3 separate regions of the Sus scrofa genome follow, and regions 1 and 2 are each linked to region 3. Evidence: chromatin contacts called from public Hi-C and HiChIP or PLAC-seq data. All regions are on one chromosome and are shown on one strand. Each heading gives the region's core, a stretch centred on a gene start, on an enhancer-like site or on the middle of the called end of the contact. The rest is flanking DNA. Distances are from core to core; before and after follow the strand shown.

The links. A called contact is a pair of places that touch in the nucleus more often than the background predicts. HiChIP or PLAC-seq counts read pairs in DNA pulled down with a chosen protein or histone mark.
Region 1: a contact with region 3 is called in an H3K27ac HiChIP or PLAC-seq map of alveolar macrophages. The contact joins the promoter of AARS here to the promoter of RFWD3 in region 3. A contact is called at or near these places in 2 of 47 Hi-C or Micro-C datasets (heart right ventricle and liver) and 1 of 2 datasets of contacts at active chromatin or transcription factors (alveolar macrophages).
Region 2: a Hi-C map of skeletal muscle shows a contact between it and region 3, with 5 times the contacts expected there. The contact joins the promoter of WDR59 here to the promoter of RFWD3 in region 3. A contact is called at or near these places in 2 of 47 Hi-C or Micro-C datasets (liver and skeletal muscle).

What each region holds. Positions count from the first base shown.
Region 1 is chr6:13,318,706-13,322,914 of Sscrofa11.1, reverse strand. It overlaps AARS (alanine--tRNA ligase, cytoplasmic), which reads left to right and starts at 1,492. Exons shown (of 23, transcript XM_021093791.1): 1 at 1,492-1,593.
Region 2 is chr6:12,680,039-12,683,973 of Sscrofa11.1, reverse strand. It overlaps WDR59 (WD repeat-containing protein 59), which reads right to left and starts at 1,808. Exons shown (of 28, transcript XM_021093785.1): 1 at 1,616-1,808. The coding sequence starts at 1,669.
Region 3 is chr6:12,949,664-12,953,626 of Sscrofa11.1, reverse strand. It overlaps RFWD3 (E3 ubiquitin-protein ligase RFWD3), which reads right to left and starts at 1,384. Exons shown (of 13, transcript XM_003481788.4): 1 at 1,156-1,384. It overlaps MLKL (mixed lineage kinase domain-like protein), which reads right to left. Exons shown (of 11, transcript XR_002344504.1): 11 at 2,451-3,963.

The DNA.
Region 1 (4,209 bases), core at 243-2,742, 370 kb before region 3:
CAAAATGAGAACTAAAGCCCCTACCCAGATGGAGGATGGTAACTTCAGAATGACAAAATTCTGGAACACCACTCTGTTACCTTATCACCAACCCATCAGAAGAAAATCACACACCCTGCAACCCTCATCCCAAACTGTCTATAAAAACCTGTCTCCCAAATTGTGGATTTGGGGGGTTTTAAACACAAGCCACCCTTTCTCTTTGCCTGGCCCCGCAATAAATCCTTCTCTGGGAGTTCCAGTCGTGGCGCAGTGGTAATGAATCCAACTAGGAACCATGAGGTTTCGGGTTCGATCCCTGGCCTTGCTCAGTGGGTTAAGGAGCCAGCATTACCATGAGCTGTTGGTGTAGGTCGCAGACGCGGCTGGGATCCCGCGGTGCTGTGGCTGTGGCGTAGGCCGGTGGCTACAGCTCTGATTCGACCCCTAGTCTGGGAACCTCCATATGCCACGGGAGCATCCCTAGAAATGGCAAAAAGACAAAAATAAATAAATAAATCCTTCTCTGCTCCAAATTCCAAGGTTTTAGTTTGTTTGACCTCACTGTGTGTCAGGCACGTGAACTTGTATTTGGTAACAATATCTTTAACCCAATTATGTCCAACAGCACAATTTCATACCTTCATATTTAGATACAAAGGTTAACAGTGGAGAGGTTGAGGTCATGGGCTCAAAGCACGGGTTTGTCTTTTTGCCTTTTCTAGAGCCGCACCCGCAGCATACAGAGGTTCCCAGGCTAGGGGTCTAATCCAAGCTACAGGATTACCTTATCACCAACCCATCCGGCAATGCCGGATCCTTAACCCACTGAGCAAGGCCAGGGATCAAACCCACAGCCTCATGGTTCTTAGATTCGTTACTGCTGTGCCACAACAGGAACTCCAGTATACACAGGTTTGAATCCTGGCTCTTAGGCTTACCTTTCAGTGTGAGCTTAGGCAAGGCGGTTACCTCATTTGGAAAAGGGATGCCAGTTGACTTGCCTCATATGCAGTTTAAAAATTAAAATAATCTAGGAAATGTTTAACATAATGACTTGCATATAAATATTTGCTATTTTCCTAAGGCAAATCGAGAACAGCCGCCAATTCAATTGTCTCGCAAAGAGTAAGTTATTTCTTACTCCACACCAAATCCAAGAAGGTCTGACAAGGACAACTGGACCCATGGGCACCACATATCAGAATCTCTAAGGTCTGCATACCACTCTGCAACTAAAAGGAACACAACTATACACTAAGAGCTGTGACCGCTACCAAACACACGTCACCCTTCCCCCTTATCAACCATGTCAACTATTAGGACTTTGCGTAAGGCTACTAAAATGTCGGTCTCCAGAGTCCGCATCCTTACTTGTCACGTGACACGTCCCAGTCCCTACTTTCTTGGCCATTGCATCAGCCAATTTAGTGCCGCCTTCCCAGAAACCAACTGACAAGCTGGTTCGTTCTCCAGTTGATTGGCATGTTGGCTGACCAATACGGTAAGGCGCGGCGGGGCACTTTCCAGCGGCGGGCTCTGGTTGGACCGGACGGTGCGTGTTGCGGCCGCTGGTGGCCAGGGCTCGGTGTGTCTGCGTGTCTGCGGGAACAGGTAAATGCAGTCTCCTGGCGGTGGGCTCTGAGGGAGGAATTAGGAGCCGCGGCCCCTGGGAGAAGGAGGCGGGGGCCCTGAGAGAGTTCTGGGGCGCCGCAACAGAGGCTAGGGCCCGTGTCTGGTACGTGGGCCGGGCTCCCTTAAGACCTCGAACCGGGGCCTGGGCTGGAACCGGGGCAACCGCTGGGCGACAGGGCAGGCGGAGAGCGGCCTTTTGTTAGACTTCAGCACCGCTGGGGGTAGAGGGACCTCGCCGAGGGCAAGACCTTGGAAGGATCATCGTTGTCATTGACCACCCTCCCAAAGCTGAGGTTTTTAATCGCCACAGGTTTTAATCCCCTAGGGACGGGTGGGGTTGCGCAGGTCCCTTGCGGGTAGGGTGGTCAAGACCGGTGGAATCAGGCTGTGAGCCGTCCTTAAAATTAGCTAAATGGTGATACTAGTCCAGGCTCCTCTGAAAGCACTTTCTGTGCTCCATCACGTTCAGCTATTATTTTTTCAGACGGTCTGCATTTCCGGTGTGCTTTAAATTCATTCGCTATTAAAGGATTATTTTACTGTGAAATACTTACTTAACAACCACCATATTGGGTGCTGAGGATATACCCGTAATGATGAGCAAAAACCATCAGTCTTGATTCCCACTGGGCTGGAACTTACAGCCTGTTGGGGAGATGGACGTTAAGCCCTCAGAGGCACGTGGAAATTGAGAAAGAAGGCACCTAGGGCTATGAGAATAAAATTGGGGGAGACTCTGGTCAAGAAGACTTCCTTAAATAGGTCTCTTTGAAACTGAGATATCTTGGAGTTCCCGTCGTGGCTCAGTGGTTAACGAATCTGACTAGGAACCTCGAGGTTGCGGATTCTATCCCTGGCCTTACTCAGTGGGTTAAGGATGCCGCGTTGCCGTGAGCTGTGGTGTAGGTCGCAGACGCGGCTCTGATCCCGCGTGGCTGTGGCTGTGGTGTAGGCTGGCGGCTACAGCTCCGATTAGACCCGTAGCCTGGGAACCTCCATATGCCACAGAAGCGGCTCTAGAAAAGGCAAAAAGACAAAAAGAAAGAAAGAAAGAAAAACTGAGATACCAACAATGAGAAATTAACTAGGAAAAGGGAAAGAGGAGGAATAGGGCAGTCAACTTACCTGGCAAGTCTAGAGCCTGTTGAAAGGTCTGGTGGCTGGAGCCTTAAACCCAAAGGCCATTGTGGTTTAAAGTACTTAAGATCTTTATGGCTTCTGCTGGCAAGTGGAATCTGACCTCTTTTGTGCTACCACTCCATCCAGTGTAGCCTTTCATTATACTTATGTTGGATGAATGGATGGTGATGGTGATGCAGTTTTTAATATCCCTGGCATCCACAGCGGTTAACATTAATATATTGGATCCTTTTACGTCATCCTGCAGTTCTGTGTATGACTCTCCCCCTGAGGAGCATAGACTCTCGTTCATCTTGGTTCCCAGCATATAGTATGTGTTCAGTATGTTGAGTGAATAAGCAAAAATGGAAAATTCACGTGTCTTTTGGAATGGAACTGCTTATTTACCTCCGGCAGCGCGTTTAGAGGAGAAACAGTGAACCTTCTGTAACGGCTGTGACGTTGCTGCTGCTTGGTTAGGAATTAGTACCATTTGTTCATTGTTGCCACCACTATTGAGATCCTTTGAGGGCCATGATGATAAGGGACAGGAAGAAAGTGGCATGACAGTTTCTAGAAATGCTAGCCTTGACTCCTCAGCATGAACAAACCTCAGCTGTGGAGATTTTAGTCAGCTCTTTGGCTCTGTCAGCCAGTGTTTCACCATCTTTTTGCCCAAAGGGCTTTGAAAAATGAGTTGATTGAGTTGTGAATAAATCAGTTGAAATTGTGGTTAAACATAAATCTAGGAGTCCGCAGGAGTTCCTGTCATGGCTCAGTGGTAAGGAACCTGACCAGTATCCATGTGAACTCGGGTTTGATTCCTGGCTCATTTCAGTGGGTTAAGGATCAGGTGTTGCCGTGAGCTGTGATGTAGGTATAGATGTGCCTCGGATCTCGAGTTGCTGTGGCTGTGGTGTAGGCTGGCAGCTACATTTCCAACTCAACCCCTAGCCTGAGAACTTTCACATGTTGTGGTTGCAGCCCCTAAAAAGGCTAAAATAAAATAAGGGGCCCAGTTTCATTATGTTCTTGTGTTCTCTTTGTTGTATCTTCCTCCTAAGAAGGAAGAAAACTTTGAGCTAAGTAAGGGAACAGTAACAGTATCCAGTTTGTTCCCATTTACAGATTGCTTCCCAGTACAGGATGGCTTTTGAGCCCCACACCTCAGGTGGAGTAGGCAGAATAGATACACTTTTTTGCCGAAAAGGAAACAAAGTTAGGAAAAAGTGACTTTTTAAAGGTTAGAGCTAGTTCAAGAATTCTAGGTAATGTTGTGAATGAGATGGTTCGTATTTTTCCAGACACTCAGTGCTACGAGGCATTACAGCTCCATGCCAGTGATTAATACCCTCTACCAAGGCCTGTCACTTCTTTCTAACCTGCCTGTTGGAGAAGGCATGTAATGTATGTGAATGAGCTTTGAAATTGTAAAGTTGTTTTATTTCCTGCTTTCCTTCTCTTCTGATCTGCTTT
Region 2 (3,935 bases), core at 559-3,058, 270 kb after region 3:
GTAGGGAGTTCCCATTGTGGCTCAAAGGTAACGAACCCGACTGGTATCCATGAGGATGCAGGTTCGATCCCTGGTCCCGCTCAGTGGATTAAGGATCTGGCATTGCAGTGAGCTGTACATCACAGATGAGGCCCAGATCTGGATTCTGTGGTACAGGCCGGCAGCTGTAGCTTGGATTTGACCCCTAGCCTGGGGAAGTTCCATATGCTGTGGGTGCAGCCCTAAAAAGGAAAAAAGAAAAAAAATGAAAAAAGAAAAAGGAAATGTATATATACCATTTAGCACAAGGCTGGGCATATGGAAAGCACAGAATACAAAAACGGTTTAAAAAATTATTATTATTATTATTGTCTTTCTGTCTTTTTAAGGCCACACCTGCGGCATATGGAGGTTCCCAAGCTAGGGGTCGGATCGGAGCTGTAGACACCGGCCTACACCACAGCCACAGCAACAGGGGATCAGAGCTGTGTCTGTGACCTACACCACAGCTCAGCTCACCGAAACACCGGATCCTTAACGCATTGAGCGAGGCCAGGGGTCGAACTTGCATCCTCTTGGATGCGAGTCGGGTTCATTAACCGCTGAGCCATGACGGGAACTTCAAAAAAAAAAATTCTTGGAGTTCACGTCGTGGCTCAGTGGTTAACGAATCTGACTAGGAACCACAAGGTTGCGGGTTCAATCCCTGGCCTTGCTCAGTGGGTTAACGATCCGGCGTTGCCATGAGCTGTGGTGTAGGTTGCAGTCGCGGCTCGGATCCCGCGTTGCTGTGGCTCTGGCGTAGGCCGGCGGCTACAGCTCCGATTGGACCCCTAGCCTGGGAACCTCCATATGCCGCGGGAGCAGCCCAAGAAATGGCAAAAAGACAAAAAAAAAAAAAAAAAGTACTAAGTTTCCTTTAGGCTCACCATGTGTCCAGCACTGTGCCACACATTTTAAGTGTATGACCTCATAAAAATTCTCACATCAATCCTTTAAGAGAGACACAATTGGCACCTCTTACAGGTGAGAAAAGATGCACAAAGGGTGATGACAGGCTAAGATATGAGCTGGGATTCGAACCGAGCAACACACGAAATGCATACGCCTCTTCACTGCGCGGTATCTTCCACTACCCTAGCATCAGAGACCACTTAAAGGTTTAAGCGCTGAAACGGGCACCTCGCGTGCAGTTTTTTATTAACTCCATTCCATCAAAGTTCTGTGAGGCAGGGTTCAATACATCTACCTAAGGCTCAGAGAAGTTCTGCAACTTGCCCAAAGTCACTAGGTGCAGGGGGAGCAAACACCCCCTCGCTCTCCACTCCGGTGGTGGGAAGCCTTCCCTCAGCGCTCACTAGAGCGCAATATCTGCACTTGGATATCCTCAGGCCGACCCCACTCCTGTATCCACGAGGGAAACCCCGAAACCTCGCCCATGGCAGCCCCAACCACCCCCAACGGTCTTCAAGGTAACCCTCATCCACTCAGCTCTGACACCTCCAGGTCACCCCCTTGACCATCTCCCCAGCCCGGGCTGGGGGTCGCCAGCCGCCCTGAGACAGACCCGGCAGCGTGGGGGAGGGGAACTGGGAAGGGCGCATGCTCAGAAGGCTCCATTTGGTCCCCAGCTCACCTGGGAGTCGCGGAATTCCACCACCACGTTCTCGCTGCTCCATCTCGCCGCCATTTTCCGCGCCCAGCCGTCGGGACACGAGAACTACGCGTCCCTACCTCAGACACCCGCGTTCCTGGGCTCGGCGAGCCCCACGCAGCCCGCGAGTCAGTGCTGCCACGCCCCGTCCTCGCTTCTGCCTGACCGCAAACTATTGGCTGACCCAAACACTGGCTCCACCCCCTCTTCCCGGATCCTCCAATTGTGGCACGGCGCCTGCCCCCCGAAAAAGGTACGACCCCCTTCACTCCGTCACGGCGTGGGTCACTTTCGCCCCTCGCGGCTGCGGATACCGCCCCCCCCCCTGCCGCGAGCTCTGCCGGGAGTTGTAGTCCAAAGTATGGACAACCGGGGAAGAGCTTGCAGGTTAGAGTTTGGCCGAGGGGAGGTGCGTGTTTTTCCAATCCGTCTCCTCGACGGTGTCAATGGCAAGGCCCAGACTGCATAAAAACCAAAGCTGAGCATTAGTGCAAACCAATGATTATCTCTTACCTCGAAGCCTGGCGCAAAGGCATTGAAAAGGGTAAATGCGCGATTCAATACAGTTTTATACAGTACAGCAGCGCCAGCTAAAATGTCTAGGGACCTGGGGGAGGGGGGTCTACGAAGGCAAAAAATGTCACTGTTATACTAAGAAGTTATTTGCTTTTTTCTTTTTCCTTCACAAATGCACAGTGTTTTTCACAGGTTAGTTACTACTTTTTTTTTTTTTTTTTTTTTTTTTTTGGTCTTTTTGCTATTTCTTGGGCCGCTCCCGCGGCATATGGAGGTTACCAGGCTAGGGGTCGAATTGGAGCTGTAGACGCCGGCCTACGCCAGAGCCACAGCAACGCGGGATCCGAGCCGCGTCTGCAACCTACACCACAGCTCACGGCAACGCCGGATCTTTAACCCACTGAGCAAGGCCAGGGATTGAACCCTCAACCTCGTGGTTCCTAGTCAGATTCGTTAACCACTGCGCCACGACGGGAACTCCTTAATACACATTTGTAACAGATTGAATGTAGAAGCAGGTGTGAAAATCTAGGATTTTTCTCTTAAGCCAATCATTAAAGAAAGTTGCCACTGTTCCCACTAAAGCTGTTTTGTTTTGGAAAATAAAGTTACTTTTCATTTACAAAATGTATTGTTAATGTTAACGCTCATTGACGTGTAAATTAATTTTTTTTTTGTCTTTTGTCCTTTTAGGGCCACACCCACAGCATATGGAGGTTCCCAGGCTAGGGGTCTAATTGGACCTGTTAGCTACGCCACAGCCACAGCCACACCACATCCGAGCCACGTCTGCAACCTACACCACAGCTCACGGCAACACCAGATCCTTAACCCACTGAGGGAGGCTAGGATCGAACCTGCAACCTCATGGTTCCCAGTAGGATTCGTTTCTGCTGCGCCACCACAGGAATGCCAAAATTTTTTAATTATTAGTGTTAATATCTGATGAACTAGACATAAAAGTTTGGGGGGATCATTAATAATTTTCAAGAGTGTAAAGGGGGAGTTCCCAGGTGGCACAGTGGGTTAAGGATCACTGCTGTGGCTCAGATTCCATCCCTGGCCCTTGGAACTTCCATGCCATGGGCCCAGCCAAAAACTAAAACCAAAAAAAAAAGTGCAAAGGGGACCTGAGATCAAAAAGTTGGAAAACCGCTATGCTAATACAGGGAATGGCCACTAAGTTCTCTTCCTCAGCTCCAACCTCTGAAATCCTGGGCTTAACTGGTTTAGCCTCAGTTTCTCTACAGAAGGAGAAAATTCATTTGGTTGTCCTAAGGAGTTAACCATTAACCACAAGGCCTGGAATATAACCAATCCTCAAGTGTAAACTGTCCCTATTGGGTTTTTTTGGTGGCCTACACCAGGCTCCAAGCTGCATCTGCGACCTACACCACAGCTCACGGCAATGCCAGATCCTTAACCCACTGAGCGAGGCCAGGGGTTAAACCCACATCCTCATGGATACCAGTCAGGGTTCATAACCAGCTAAGCCACAACTTACTGTTGTGTTTATATTAATGCTGCTTTTACATGCAAGCCATTGCATGAATAGAGATAAGAAGCCTTCCATTCCCTCCTGGAGAGTTGGAAACAATGGGAAACAGATTTGTCAACAGGTTAGGGTGACCAACCGTGGAAACTGCTCGGTATGGGCAAATGGGGCAGTCGGTCACTGTACAACAGGCATACAGTTGGCAGAATTATGTTTTATAAAAGCAATGTAGGGAGTTCCTGTCGTGGCTCGGTGTCTAACGAATCCGACTAGGAACCATGAAGTTGAGGG
Region 3 (3,963 bases), core at 135-2,634:
GAAAAAAAAAAGGAAGGAATTCTTTTTTTTTTTTTTTTTTTTTTTTTGTCTTTTTGGATCTGCACCTGCAGCATATGGAGGTTCCCAGACTAGGGGTCAAATCATAGCTGCAGCTGCCAGCCTATGCCACAGAGCACCATTTCGGAGCCATGTCTGCAACCTACACCACAGCTCACAGCAAGGCGGGATCTTTAACCCACGGGACGAGGCCAGGGATCTACTGAATTACCAAACACCTAAAAACAAAAAGCAAAAACCACAAAACCAAACCAAGCCCCGCCCCCAACAACTAAGGACATATCAGCACCAGATATTGAGAGAAACCGTGAGAGACAGAGAGGAGAGGAGAGATAGAGAGTAGTTTCATCTTGGCAGAAAGTTCTCTGAACAGCGCTGTCCTAGAACAAGTCTTTTCAATCCATGTGGGGAAACACAGATCCCCCCAGGCCGGGCGCTGACCGGGGGTGCCCAGAGCAAAAGGCTGCCGGCTGTCCCCCCGCCCCCAAGCCTTGAGCAGCCTCGTCCTAGGACATCTTCCCAAGCTTTGTCACTCAGATTTCAAGCAAAGTCCGCACCAGGCGGGACGATGGATCCCAATTAAAAGAATAAAAGGCGCCGGCGGGGAGTCGAGCCGACTCGGGTTCAAATCCCTACTCTGTCACGTCCTACCTGGGGGACCTCAGGACAGTTTCCTAGCTTCTGTTTGACTCGTTCGTCTGTAAAATTAGGATAACAAAAGTGTTTACGTCACAGTGTTGCTGTGAGATAAAGTTGGACAGAACGAAAATTAGGTCCTTCAGCCAACTTTTAAAGTGATGCAAGCGGGGAGTGGGGGGTTGCTCCCCGGGATGGCAATTTTTTGCATTAGGTGAGTTCGAGGATCGGATTCCTGGAAAGCGGCCAGAACTTCTAATTCCTTCCGAAGTTCCTGCTACCCTGCCCCCATCTTCACTTCTGCCGCCTCTCCAGCAACAGAGAAAGAGCGAGGGCCCGACTGTCGGGGCCGCGTAGGACCTCCTCAGACCGCCGGGTTCCATGCCAGCCCGCAGCCCACCTCGTGGGGGAGTCCCCTGGCCCTATGTCCAGGGACCCCGATCGGGAAGTCATCTCGGAGCCAGAGGCCCAAGTTTTCCGATAGGCAAGCGCCCATCTCACCTGAATCCGGAAGAACAGTGGTCAGACGCTTGAGGCCGCAGGGGAAGCAGCTATCTCCCCGAAAACACTCGCGTTGAACAGACTCCAACAGCCGCTTCCCCAGCAACTCAAGCGGCGCGCCTGAGTAGAGGGCTTGGCCTGCTTCTATTGGGCGGCAGTCTCGGCCGACGGCCAATACCCTTTCTTCTTCTTCCTTGCTGGCCCCTGGCTAAAACAGCGGAGCTTTCATTGGCTGGCCCTTCGTAAACGGATTGGGCGGGATCACGCTCGAGGAGACCTCGTACAATTGGTAGATATCCACGTCCGTCAGCTCGCGTCCGGGCCCCCAAAGAGAAAAGCGGAAGAAGGGTTTTGCCGCTCTTTATTTGAACTTACTGGCGGGAGAAAGCAGAAAGGGGAAGATTTTTGGTCCATTTCGAAAGATGAAAACATTAAAATAGTGGCTCATGCTGCTTCTTCCTAACTCTTTAATAAAGGACCTTTCTTTATCCAAAGGCTGGTAGCTAATTCAATAATTTCACAATATTGCACACGGAATCCCAGAGCCTGTAAAGAGGAGTGGGACAACCCGGTTCAGAGATAGCATCTAGTGGGATTGAGGAGCTAATGAAAACTTACCTAAGACAAAAAAAAAAAAAAAGAGGAAAAGAAAAGAAAAAGAAAGAAGGAGTTCCTGTCGTGGCTCAGTGGTTAATAAATCCACTCGCATGAGGTTGCGAGTTCGATCCCTGGCCGCACTGAATGACTTAAAGATCCTGCATTGCTGTGAGCTGTGGTGTAGGTTGCAGTCATGGCTGAGATCCCATGTTGCTGTGGCTGTGGCGTAGGCCGGCAGCTACAGCTCCAATTCGAATTCCTAGCCTGGGAACCTCCATATGCCACGGGTGCAGCCCTAGAAAAGACAAAAAAAAAAAAAAAAAAAAAAAAAAGAGAGAGAGAAAGTAGGCAACAAAACTTGCCTACACGACCTCTTCCATTCCAAACCATTGCAGTAAGCTGTCTGCTACTAAACTATCATCACATCACTTACGGCAAATATTTTTTAAGCACCTGCATGAAAGATGAAATATCACTTTTGAGGAAGACCTAAAAATCCAAACTTCAGGCACAGACTACACATTGCCAAAATTTGCTTTGCTCAACTGCCACTTTTCAATGTAACTGGTAGCAGATGAGAACGTAGATCATTGAAAGTCAGGGAAAATCCAAATAATTAATTTTTCAACATTTTTCTCCTTTAAACCTGTTGCGGCAGAAACTGCAGAAACCGTGGCAGCGGAAAGAGACAAACGGCACTCGGAGATGGAAAAGCAAGGTTTATTCAGCACACCACTGTGGGCTCAGAGGAGTCACCTCCAGAGTCTGAGCACCAGGTCTTTGTTCTCAGAAACTTTTATACAGTACAGGGTCTTATTTTTCTCATGTAAGCAGCCCCAAACTTCTCCCTTCCCAGAGCAGAGGGTGCTCCTGCCTAAAAAACTGAGCAAGCAAGATTACAGAAGCAAAACTGATAAACAATGCCTGGAGCAACATTGGCAGGGTCTACTGACTTAGACACAGGGGATGTGGTTGCTACATAATTACCAGAAGGATGGTTTGAGGGGAGGAGGGGGAGGTTATGTCCCTTAGTTAAAACTCTTACTTCACTGTCTTGAAGTCAGTGTTGGCATTTGTACTGCCAACCCCCCCCAACCCTTTCCTGCCTCTACAGGAGCTTCTACTGAACTACCACAAGGCTAATATGAGAAAGGAATTTTCTTTTGTGATCAAATGCATATATTATTGAGTAGAATGAAAAACATCTTGAATGATTCTCATTGGTATATAAGTAATAGCATGTTCGATGCAGAAAAATTAGACAGTACATAGAAGCAAAAAAGAAAAATTGGGAGTTCCCATTTTGGCGCAATGGAAACGAATCTGACTAGGAACCATGAGGTTGCAGGTCTGATCCCTGGCCTCACTCAGTGGGTTAAAGACCCAGCATTGCCATGAGTTGTGTATTAGGCTGCAGCCACGGCTCTGATCTGGTATTGCTTTGGCTGTGGTGTAGGCCAACAGCTATAGCTCTCATTTGACCCCTAGCCTGGGAACTTCCATATGCCATTCCTGTGGCCCTTGAAAAATAAATAAATAAAAATTTAAAAGTCAAGAATAAAAGATAAAAAGGAATATAAATCAGGGACTTCCAATGTGGCTCAGCAGTTTAAGAACCCAAAATGGTGTCCATGAGGATGGGAGTTCAATCCTTGGCCTCACTCAGTGGGTTAACTATCCCACATTGCTGCAAGCTGCCACACAGTTTGCAGATGTGGCTCAGATTCGACTCCTAGTCCAAGAACTTCCATTTGCCACAGCTGCAGCCATAAAAAGAAAAAAAAAAAAAAAAAGCAATAAAAATTAGCTATTTTATTCTCCAGAGATGATTTCTTCACAATAAATTCCAAATGTACTTTGTTTATTGTTGCCTCCTCAGTGATTGCAACAATGCCCAGCACATTTGCTGCTGAATGATTTAGGATGAGTTTCGGGGGGGTGGGGAGGCTCAGGGAAGCAGTAACATACAGTTAAGTGTTAGTGTATTCTAGCAAATACGGAGAGTAAAGGGGTAAAAATTCGGAGCAAATGAGCCACATGCAGGAGACATGGGTTTCCCCAAATCTAAGAGCTCCTAGGCTTTTTTTTGTTTGTCCTATACAACAGTATTAAAATAATTTTTAATGAGATGCCAACCTTTAAAAAGTTGGGCAATTTACAGAAAAAATATACATTTCCAGCTTCATTTGACAAAATGGAATGTTCTAGAAA